Linked DNA regions of Bos taurus: region 1 is linked to region 2. A link is a contact called in public Hi-C data. All regions are on one chromosome and are shown on one strand. The core of a region is the stretch at or near the end of the contact, and the rest is flanking DNA. Distances in the headings are between cores, read along the strand shown. Region 1 overlaps MAML3 (mastermind like transcriptional coactivator 3). Region 2 overlaps LOC107133280 (a long non-coding RNA gene).

The links. A called contact is a pair of places that touch in the nucleus more often than the background predicts.
Region 1: a Hi-C map of liver shows a contact between it and region 2, with 4 times the contacts expected there. The contact joins two enhancer-like sites. A contact is called at or near these places in 2 of 11 Hi-C or Micro-C datasets (liver and skeletal muscle).

What each region holds. Positions count from the first base shown.
Region 1 is chr17:17,697,575-17,701,914 of ARS-UCD2.0, reverse strand. The region is part of intron 1 of MAML3 (mastermind like transcriptional coactivator 3); the gene reads right to left. Among named protein-coding and RNA genes, the nearest start is that of MAML3, 140 kb to the right of the region's middle. Within about 2 kb of position 1,299, at least 5 of the 102 cell types and tissues checked have an H3K27ac peak or open chromatin away from gene starts, as enhancers often do. A contact at or near this core is called in liver, where this site is marked.
Region 2 is chr17:17,457,371-17,461,755 of ARS-UCD2.0, reverse strand. The region is part of intron 5 of LOC107133280 (a long non-coding RNA gene); the gene reads right to left. Among named protein-coding and RNA genes, the nearest start is that of MAML3, 100 kb to the left of the region's middle. Within about 2 kb of position 2,790, at least 29 of the 102 cell types and tissues checked have an H3K27ac peak or open chromatin away from gene starts, as enhancers often do. A contact at or near this core is called in liver, where this site is marked.

The DNA.
Region 1 (4,340 bases), core at 50-2,549, 240 kb before region 2:
GATGCTCAGGGAATATCCAAGAGTGATGAAAGAATGAGAACAAATGAATGAACAAAAAGATTCTTAAATCTCTCGCATAGGAAGATGGGCAACTCCTTGGTCACCCAGATGATCGGTTCCCGCTTATGAAGACGATCAACAGGATAAGCAAGCTTCTTGGAGATGCCCTGAATCTATCTTAGAGCTTCACCATTCTACTGCACACAGACTGGACCCTTCCACATCTTTTCAGAAAACCCGACCTAATATAACAGGTGTTTCCCATGAGTTACTCTTGGAAGTACCAAAGTCCTTTACGGCAAATATTTCAAGGTCCTCTAAAAGACACATCACACAGCTTCAGCGTGCAATGGGCAGCTAGGAGTGTTCCCAGTGAAGGTGGCATAAAAGGCTGCCTGCAATATAATACTGAGGTAGCTTAATCTGACTGCTTCATTTTCTTGGAGAAATATTAAAAGTCTGTGTACTTTAAAGAGAGGGTTTCCTGGTACTACAGAGTCTGCCGCTAAGTTCCCATCTTTCTCAGTACTGAGACTGCAAATCCTTAAACAGCAGCTCTGCGAGAGCTCGGCAGTGCTCCCAGGGACAAAGGCCGTAAGACACAGGATGTATGCCAGCCCCTTGTTTTTTCACGTCTCATTTCAGAAAGTTCTTCCCCCTGCAAAAAAAAAAGCAGTGCCATTTTTTTTCCTTCCTGATCTTTGTCAACTGTGTTGCTGTACTGCATTGGGAAGTATTCACAGTGGTCATTACCTGCCCTGTTTATTCAATGTTAAGTATTAACAAGGCCTGTGCTGTCTCAGCTGCTGCCATATTTCCCCAGGAAAGACGTGCCTATGTAAATGCCCTCGTGTAAACAGGAGCCTTATCTTTTGCTAAGTGGGGGTGGGGAGAAGACTTGGAGACAACTGAAAGGATAGAAGGAAATAGGAGCTGTTAAAAACGTCATTTCCAGGTACACATAAAATAACTGCACAATGAAATCTTGTTCGTGGCTGTTTTTTTGTCTGTGTGTTTGGCCACTTAATGTTTTTGCTAAAGTGGAGCTAGTGGTAAAGAAATCACCTGCTAATAATGCAGGAGACATAAGAGACGCAAGTTTGATGCCTGGGTGGGGAAGATCCCCTGGAGGAGGAAATGGCATCGACTCCACTACGCTTGTCTGGAGTATCCCATGGACAGAAGAGCCCGGTGGGCTACAGTCCATGGAGTCGCAAAGAGTCGGACAGGACTGAAGCGACCTAGCTCGCACACAGGGGTTATAAAGCACCTATTTCTGGGTTTGTTTATAATGGCTTCAGTTTTCTATTGAGTAAATGGTGTGTAAATATTTCACAGAATAAAGAGAAAAGAAACAAGCCTTGGCATTGGAGTCTTTGCTTAGGTTTGTGTGTTTGGTTTCCGGTATGGAGCAGCTATGCTGAAGTGGGTAGGGGCCTGTTTCTGAGGCGATGAAGAAAGCTGACCAGATTTACTCGAGCACAAAGAAGGGCGAAGGCTCTGATTAAAACTCCTACCAGATACTGCTTGTTGGACAGTGAAACTGCAAAACTTGCACAGAGGAGGGCCAAACACCACTCAGAGGAGATCAAATACAAATAAAAAGCTGACTGGGGGGACAGACGTTTCACTAGAGTCAGCTTTCCTGTAAAAACTGGCTCACTCTCATTAATTTCCCTACGTTTAGGCTTGGGTCAGATGACAAGGCAAAATTCCATCCTTGGAGAAATTGCAGGGAACACAGTGCCGTGAAACAAACCGAAGCCAGATACACGAGGTTTCCTGGACAAGATGTGATGCACGGAAAGCAAAGGTGTGGGTCACCTTTTCATTTTTTGTCAGTACCCAAGCAGTTACATAGAGATCAAAACAAACAAGGTGAGGAGAACAGAAGTCTGTTTCTTTTCTGTGCCAGGAGTCCTAAGAAATGAAACAGTGATACTGTGTCCATCGGGATTAACAAATTTGTGTGCTGTTTAGAGCAAGGGCTTTAGAGCTACACTTGCAAGCTTTAAATTCCAATTTAACCATTTTGTAGCTGTGCGATCTTGGACAAATGACTTAACTGTTTTTAATTTTCTATTTTTCAAAAGTGACTATGGATTACTGATATAAAAGAGACGAACTAGGGCTGAAAAAAAAAACAAAACAGTGATTTTGCCAGAAGTACCTTACAAGATAACTTTTACATAAGAATAGGTCTTGTAGGTCCCAGGCATGTCAGATACATCATTCTAAACTTTATATAGCTCTGCAAGGTTAACACTATTATTTTCAGTTTATAAAATAAGAAAACTCAAATTTAAAGTAGCTAAGAAATGGCAATCCACTCCAGTACTCTTGCCTGGAAAATCCCATGGACAGAGGAGCCTGGTGGGCTACAGGCCATGGGGTCGAAAAGAGTTAGACCCGACTCAGTGACTTCATTTCACTTCACTTCACGTCAAGGACTTAGACTTGGTCTCAAAACTGAAAAATAGCAAAGTCATTTACCTAAATCATTTTTTAAAAATGACCCATGAATTTCCTTCCCTCTCTAAGTCCTTTTTTCCTAATGCTACTGCAGGTCACAACTACACTGACAGTCTTTCTTCTTTCCCTTTGTTGGCCAGTTTAACTCTCCTAACATTACATGCTTCCTTTCTGGAACCACTGATCCCAGGACTTTTACCTAATTTAGTTTGGCTGGAGCCCTGTCCTCAACCCCACTGCTCCTATTAGATCCATCTCCACCATCTGCATCACCATCACAATGAGAGCAGACACTTATTTAGCACTTTTCTAAGTACTGGACACCTTGTGAGATAGTTACAATCATTATCCCCATTTTAGAGGTGTGGAAACTGGGTCATTGAAGAGGTAAGTAGCCTACCTACCAGGAGCCCAGAGTAGGGGTCAGAGATGGAGTACCAACCTCAGCAGTCTGGCTCCAAAGTTCTTCATCTAATCCTACACTACCCTGCTTCCATAGCCCTGGGGTAACCCAAAGTGTATCCCTGATTCTATCAAGCAAGTCTGAGCAGGAGAGAGGGGTACCTGTTTAAAACCTGGGTAAATACATTTTATGATGTTTGAAATAAAATTGCTTCCTTTTTGCTACAAAAGTGCATTAAAAAAAAATCACTATGGATGGACTTCCCTGGTGGTCCAGCGGTTAAGAATCTGCCTGCTAATGCAGGGGACACGGATTTAATCTCTGGTCTGGGAAGATTTCACATGCTGCAGGGCAACTAAGACTACGAGCGGCCACCACTCGTAGCTGCTCCGAAGCCCAGCACCCTAAAGCCCGTGCTCTGCAACAGGAGAAGCCACCACAGTGAGAAGCCTGCATACAACTAGAGAGTGGCCCCCACTCGCCACAGCTAGAACAAGCCCACATCCAATAATGAAGACTCAGTGCAACCAAAAATAAACAAATAAATAATTTTTAAAAAATCACTATGGATAAAATTATTTTGTAGTGGGCTAGCCTAGGAACATTGTTTTTATGGGAAGAGAAATACTGAGATTTAAAAAAAAAAAAAAAGCACTATTGGATCAGCCTATTCATAATTGTAGATTTCCTTCATTTCCATTTAGGATAAAATTCCTAGGAAAAGAGGAAAAAGAAGGGAAAGAGGAGAAAGGAGACACTTCAAGTCCCTAGTAGCCACAATTCAGAATGCAATCTGGATAATACATCCCAGTTTTCTAAGTGCACTAAAAATAAACATAAATGGTTTGTTAGAGCTAATCTGGCAGCCAAAAGTGAATATTAATAACACAGAAGATCAATAAGATGCCTAGCAAAAGACAATGGATTAACTTGGTTCTAGAAATAGCAAAATTCATGTAGGCCAGGAAGGAAGCCATGAGACAAGAGGCGCAGTCAGAGGAGAAATTCGTCTCTTCCTTGTATGATTCAAGGAATTGAGAACAGACAATAAAACATGCTCATCTCTTTCTGGCTCTACCTACTAAATAAGCACTTTAATCAATTTCTACCTTTCCCTCCCTGTCTTCATCTGCCACTGCTGGCTCAATAGGAGAATGTATGACCCTAGTTCAAACACAGGTCAGGATGACTAGTATAAATATTCCGAGCTTATGTTATCACCTTCTCCCTCTGTTCTTGTGTGGTATACTCTATTTAAGTAAAGGACTGAACAGGGGAGTTTTTAGCCAAAGCATATTCAATAAAAAAGGAGTTCCATGTTCAAATAAACCTGAGAAATGTTGCATGATAACCCCCTTTTAAGATATTGAGGGGGACTTCCCTAGTGGTCCAGTGGCTAAGACTCTGAGCTCCCAATGCACAGGGCCCGGGTTCTATCCCTGGTCAGGGAACTAGCTTCAGCATC
Region 2 (4,385 bases), core at 1,541-4,040:
GCAGGAATGCCCTGCTCGCAACCCTTTGCAAAAACAAAGGTTAGGGCTACTATTAACTTAGTGCTGCTGGCAGACTCTGGCTTAAGGTGTTTTTTTTCCCCCAGTACCTTTGGAGATGGGGCCTCAACTAAGATCAACAAGGGGGCTTTTAGACCCCAGACATGTATACGGACCCAGCACACCCAGCCAGGTGAAGGGGCAGGACCTCATTCCCAGCCCCGCTTTGGCCCATGGAAGCCCCGTCTTTTCAGTGTTGCTAAATTAGTCATCTATGCAGCCTCTGGACACTTAAAACCATCTGAGTTTTTAAAAAATCTGACAGCATTTCTGTGTCTACAGTTCATGGGGTTACAAAGAGTCAGGCAAGACTGAAAAGACAGCACGCACGCATTTCTGAGTCAGGAATTTGCGGATGGCTTAAGGGTGTGTTTTGGGTTCAGGGTCTCTCATGAGGTTAAGACATCAGCCTGGGCTGCAGTCACCTAAAGTTCTGACTGGGGTAAGAGGACCCATTTCATCCAAGATGCTCACTCACATCACTTTCCCTGGGAAGTCAGTGCTGGCTGACAGTAGAAGGCCTCAGTTCCTTGACATGTGGACCATGTCCACTCACATCGTCGCTTGAGTGTTCTCACGACACTGGTGGCCAGCTTTCCCCATGGTGAGTGATACAGGGGACAGCAAAGTGGAAGTCACAATGTCTCTTATGTACTGGCCTTGGAAGTCACACACACGGTTACACAAGTCACCCTGCTTAACAGGGAGGGGACTACACCAGGACATGAGTACTGGGAGGCAGGGGTCCTTGGGGGCCATCTTGGAGGCTGGCTACCTTGGCTGCCTCGTGGCTCTACTGCTGCCCACGGGAAATGATCTTCTCTCAAGAGCTGTACAAATACCAGGGCTGGGACTTCCCTCACAGTCCAGTGGCTAAGATTCTGTGCTCCCAATTCAGGGGTCCAGGTTCAGTTCCCGGTCAGGGGACTAGATCCATCATGCTGCAACTAAGACTTGGTACAGCCAAAAACAAACAAACAAACAAACCCCCAAACAAAACAAATACCTGAGCTCTTCCCAAGAGCCATACAAATCTGATGCTGATGGAAATGTCCAAATGTCTTTCTAGAAAACAGTCAACAGTTCCTGACTTCCTGTCTGCCTCAAGTAGGGGGTGGTTCAGTGTCCCACCCTAGCCACCACATCTCTGCTGTGTAGCAGCAAGTACATTTGTGACAAATGCTGACAGTAACCCAGTCGCTGACTATCCAGCCACACACCATGGCTTAGATGCAGCTTGAAAGCAAGGCCCACCCCCAGAGAAACTTCTAGATGGAGTATTGCTCTAAAATGCGCCTTTGGTGACCCCAAAGACTGAGTAAGCCTATCTAAGTGTCTGAGTTATGCTTGTGAGGCTCTGGGGAGAAGAGAATGTGGCCTCACTGGATTTCTGCTCTCTTCCTGGAGGGCAAATAAAGCTTGCTGACTCAGAAGGGAGACGAGACGCTCAACGGTAGTAGTTCTGGGGTTCAACTTTGGTGGCTGTCTGCAGAAACTCCAGTGATCTGCAAGATAATCTGACCTAATTTCAACTGTAAACTTAAAAATCGACTGAACAGATAGTATATACCTGGCTGTTTAGAAACTTTATCTCCTTTAATCTTCAGAGGAACCCTTAGGTACGAATCATGACCACCATTTCATAAAGCTGCAAACTGAAGCTCAGGGAGGTTAAATGACATACCCAATGTCCCAGCTAGGAGACGTGGGCTCAGAATTTTCCAATCTGAGTGTGTCTGACCCCAGAGCCCTATACACTCTCTGAGACCTTTCCAACTGAGAAGAGAAACATATACCCAGGAAAGAGGAAGGAGAGGACAGGGGCCCCACACTGCCGCAGCCCAGCATCAGGGGCAGGAAGACGGATGGAGGCAGAGGGCTGAAGAGGGACAAACTGATGGCATCTGCTGTTAGGAGTGCCCAGTCTAAGGATGTTCTTCGGCTCATCTCTTGGCCCCCTGCTCCTCAGTCTAGGAGACAAAGATGCCAGATGGGTCTCAGGGGGCAACAAATTGTGCATCATCGTCCAGCTCCAAGGAGAGTCGGGTTGTTAATAAATTACTCTAGGCTGGCCTCCTGCTAAGTTAAGCATCACTTTTTAAAAATCCTCACATCGTTATTGTAAGGTAAGTATTACTGCCACTTTTATTTTATTTTTTACTGCCACTTTTAATAGTTGGGGAGAAGGAGGATTGGGGGGTTTAGGGACATCCCCAAGATCAAAAGACCCCAGGTGTCAAGGCTCACATTTCAACCCAGGCGTCTGACTTTAGGGCCATCAAGCATGTAACACCATGTTCTACTAGACAGAGGTTGGGGGTCGTGGACGACCGCGTGGCCCTTTCAGCGCGGGCTGACCCGGGAGGGGCAGGGTCGCCAGTCCTCCTGAGGGATGCATGCGGATGGCGCCAGCCGGGCTCAGGCAGCCACATGGGAGCCTGCTACTCCGGGGCCCACCGGACCCTGTTGCTTGGGGGCCGTGCCCGCAGCGGGTCCTGGCCTTGGCCTTGCCCGAGTCGGAAGGCAGCCCCATGCTCGGCTGAACAGCAACTGGGGTGCTCTGGATAGGTGAGCTAGAGAGGGAGGTATCCAGGCTTAGGCGTGAGCCAAGGACCCGGGCGTGGGGCTCTAAACCCAGATCACACCCCCCGACCCCTCTCCCCGGCGATCCCCACCCCGCACCACCCGCCTCCCACCACCAGTGGTCTGTCTGCCCGTCTGGCCGGAGCCCCGGCCGGGTGCGGCCGGGCGGTGCTGGGTGATGGGGGGAAGGGAGGGGACGCCCTGCTCCTCGGCCGCCGACCCCGGAGGCTTTGTGTATTCGGAACCGGATTCCCCACCTCCCTCCCCCACCTCCCATTCCCGCTTTCTTTCCCCTTAACCCAAGTCCCAGTAGAGTATTCAGCAATTAGCACGTGAGGAGGGGGTGGAAGGCGGCGGCGGGCGGGCGTGGGGTGGTGAGATTCCCCCGCACCCCACCGCCCCCGCCGGGATGGGTCCCGAGCTCCCGCCTGCGCTGCCTTCGTGCGCCACCTACCGGCTGCTCGCGGCAGCTTCGAGCCCGCCAGCACGGTTCCTAGGCAGATCTTGATCTCCGTGGACAATAGACAATGGGATTTTTTTTAAACAATGATTTATTTTGGGGGGTGGGGATAAGAGGAAAGGAGGGAGGGAGGAAGCAGCAGTGTGTTTGTCATCGCTTTAGAAAAAAAATGTCTGTTCTATCATTGTTTCTGCATATCCATTATATTGAGGACAAAAAAATCCCCTTCTGGAACAACAAATGTTTTCTGTGGCTGACATTTAATTGTGCGCTCAAGGTGCTACATTATCACGGGGAGAGACTGTAAGGAAGCTAGGGCACAGCTTAGGTTCAGAAGCCTGATTTTCTGCGTTAAGATGTGGGCTTTCTTACCTGAGCCCCGTTTTACATGGCCTCATGTGTCTCCACTGGTGTTATGCAGAACACACAATTCTGTGTTTCTGTATAGATGCCTAACCCATCACAAGGATTCCTTGTGGATTGTTTTCGCACTGCCTTCAAGGGCCTATTCTTTTACAGCCAACAGGGATAATCATGCTTCATTTTACAACCTCCCTACACTCACTTTACCAAAAAGATACTAATTTTAAGGAGCTGTTAGGAGCCTTGGAGAACACTTAGACCAAGCCCCTCAGTTGTACACAGGAAGCGGGCAGAATGCCTTGTCCAAAGTCATGAAAATGATTAGAGATGCAGTCGGGACCAGAAAGCTTGTATCCTGAGCCCTGGTTGTCCTGATGCCCAGCACCCCCTGACTCTCACCCTGTCCTTTCTGCCTGGACAGCCCCCCAGGCAGTGAGTTGTGTGCACTCAGGCCGGAGAGGGGTGGGTTAAGTGTAAACTTCCTTGACTGGCGGCAGCCCTTTTATTCTCTTCTCACCCGTTTCCCTCTGTAGAACGAAGGAGGGGTTGAGGGGTGAAATATGGACATTATCTTCATTCCTTAATTTTGTTATTTTTGCTGTGATAAGTTACTATGTAAAACCTATACAATTATCCACAATTCACTAGAAGATGCTTTTTCTGAGATGCAAGGCTTAAGCAGCCCTCCATTCTACCCCCAGTGCTAACCCAGATGCTGGGAACACAGAAGGAGTGTCTTCCATCTTTAGAAATTGTTCTCAGTGGTCTCTTGACAAAGATGGTTTACCCTTGGGAACTTGACTAAGATTTCCTTCTTAGGCTCATGAAAAATCCCTGGGGAGATGCAGATAGCTGATCATATTGTAACAGAGACATTTTTCTTCTGCCATCTTGCAAAACACGCTACAACAGACGGCACTCC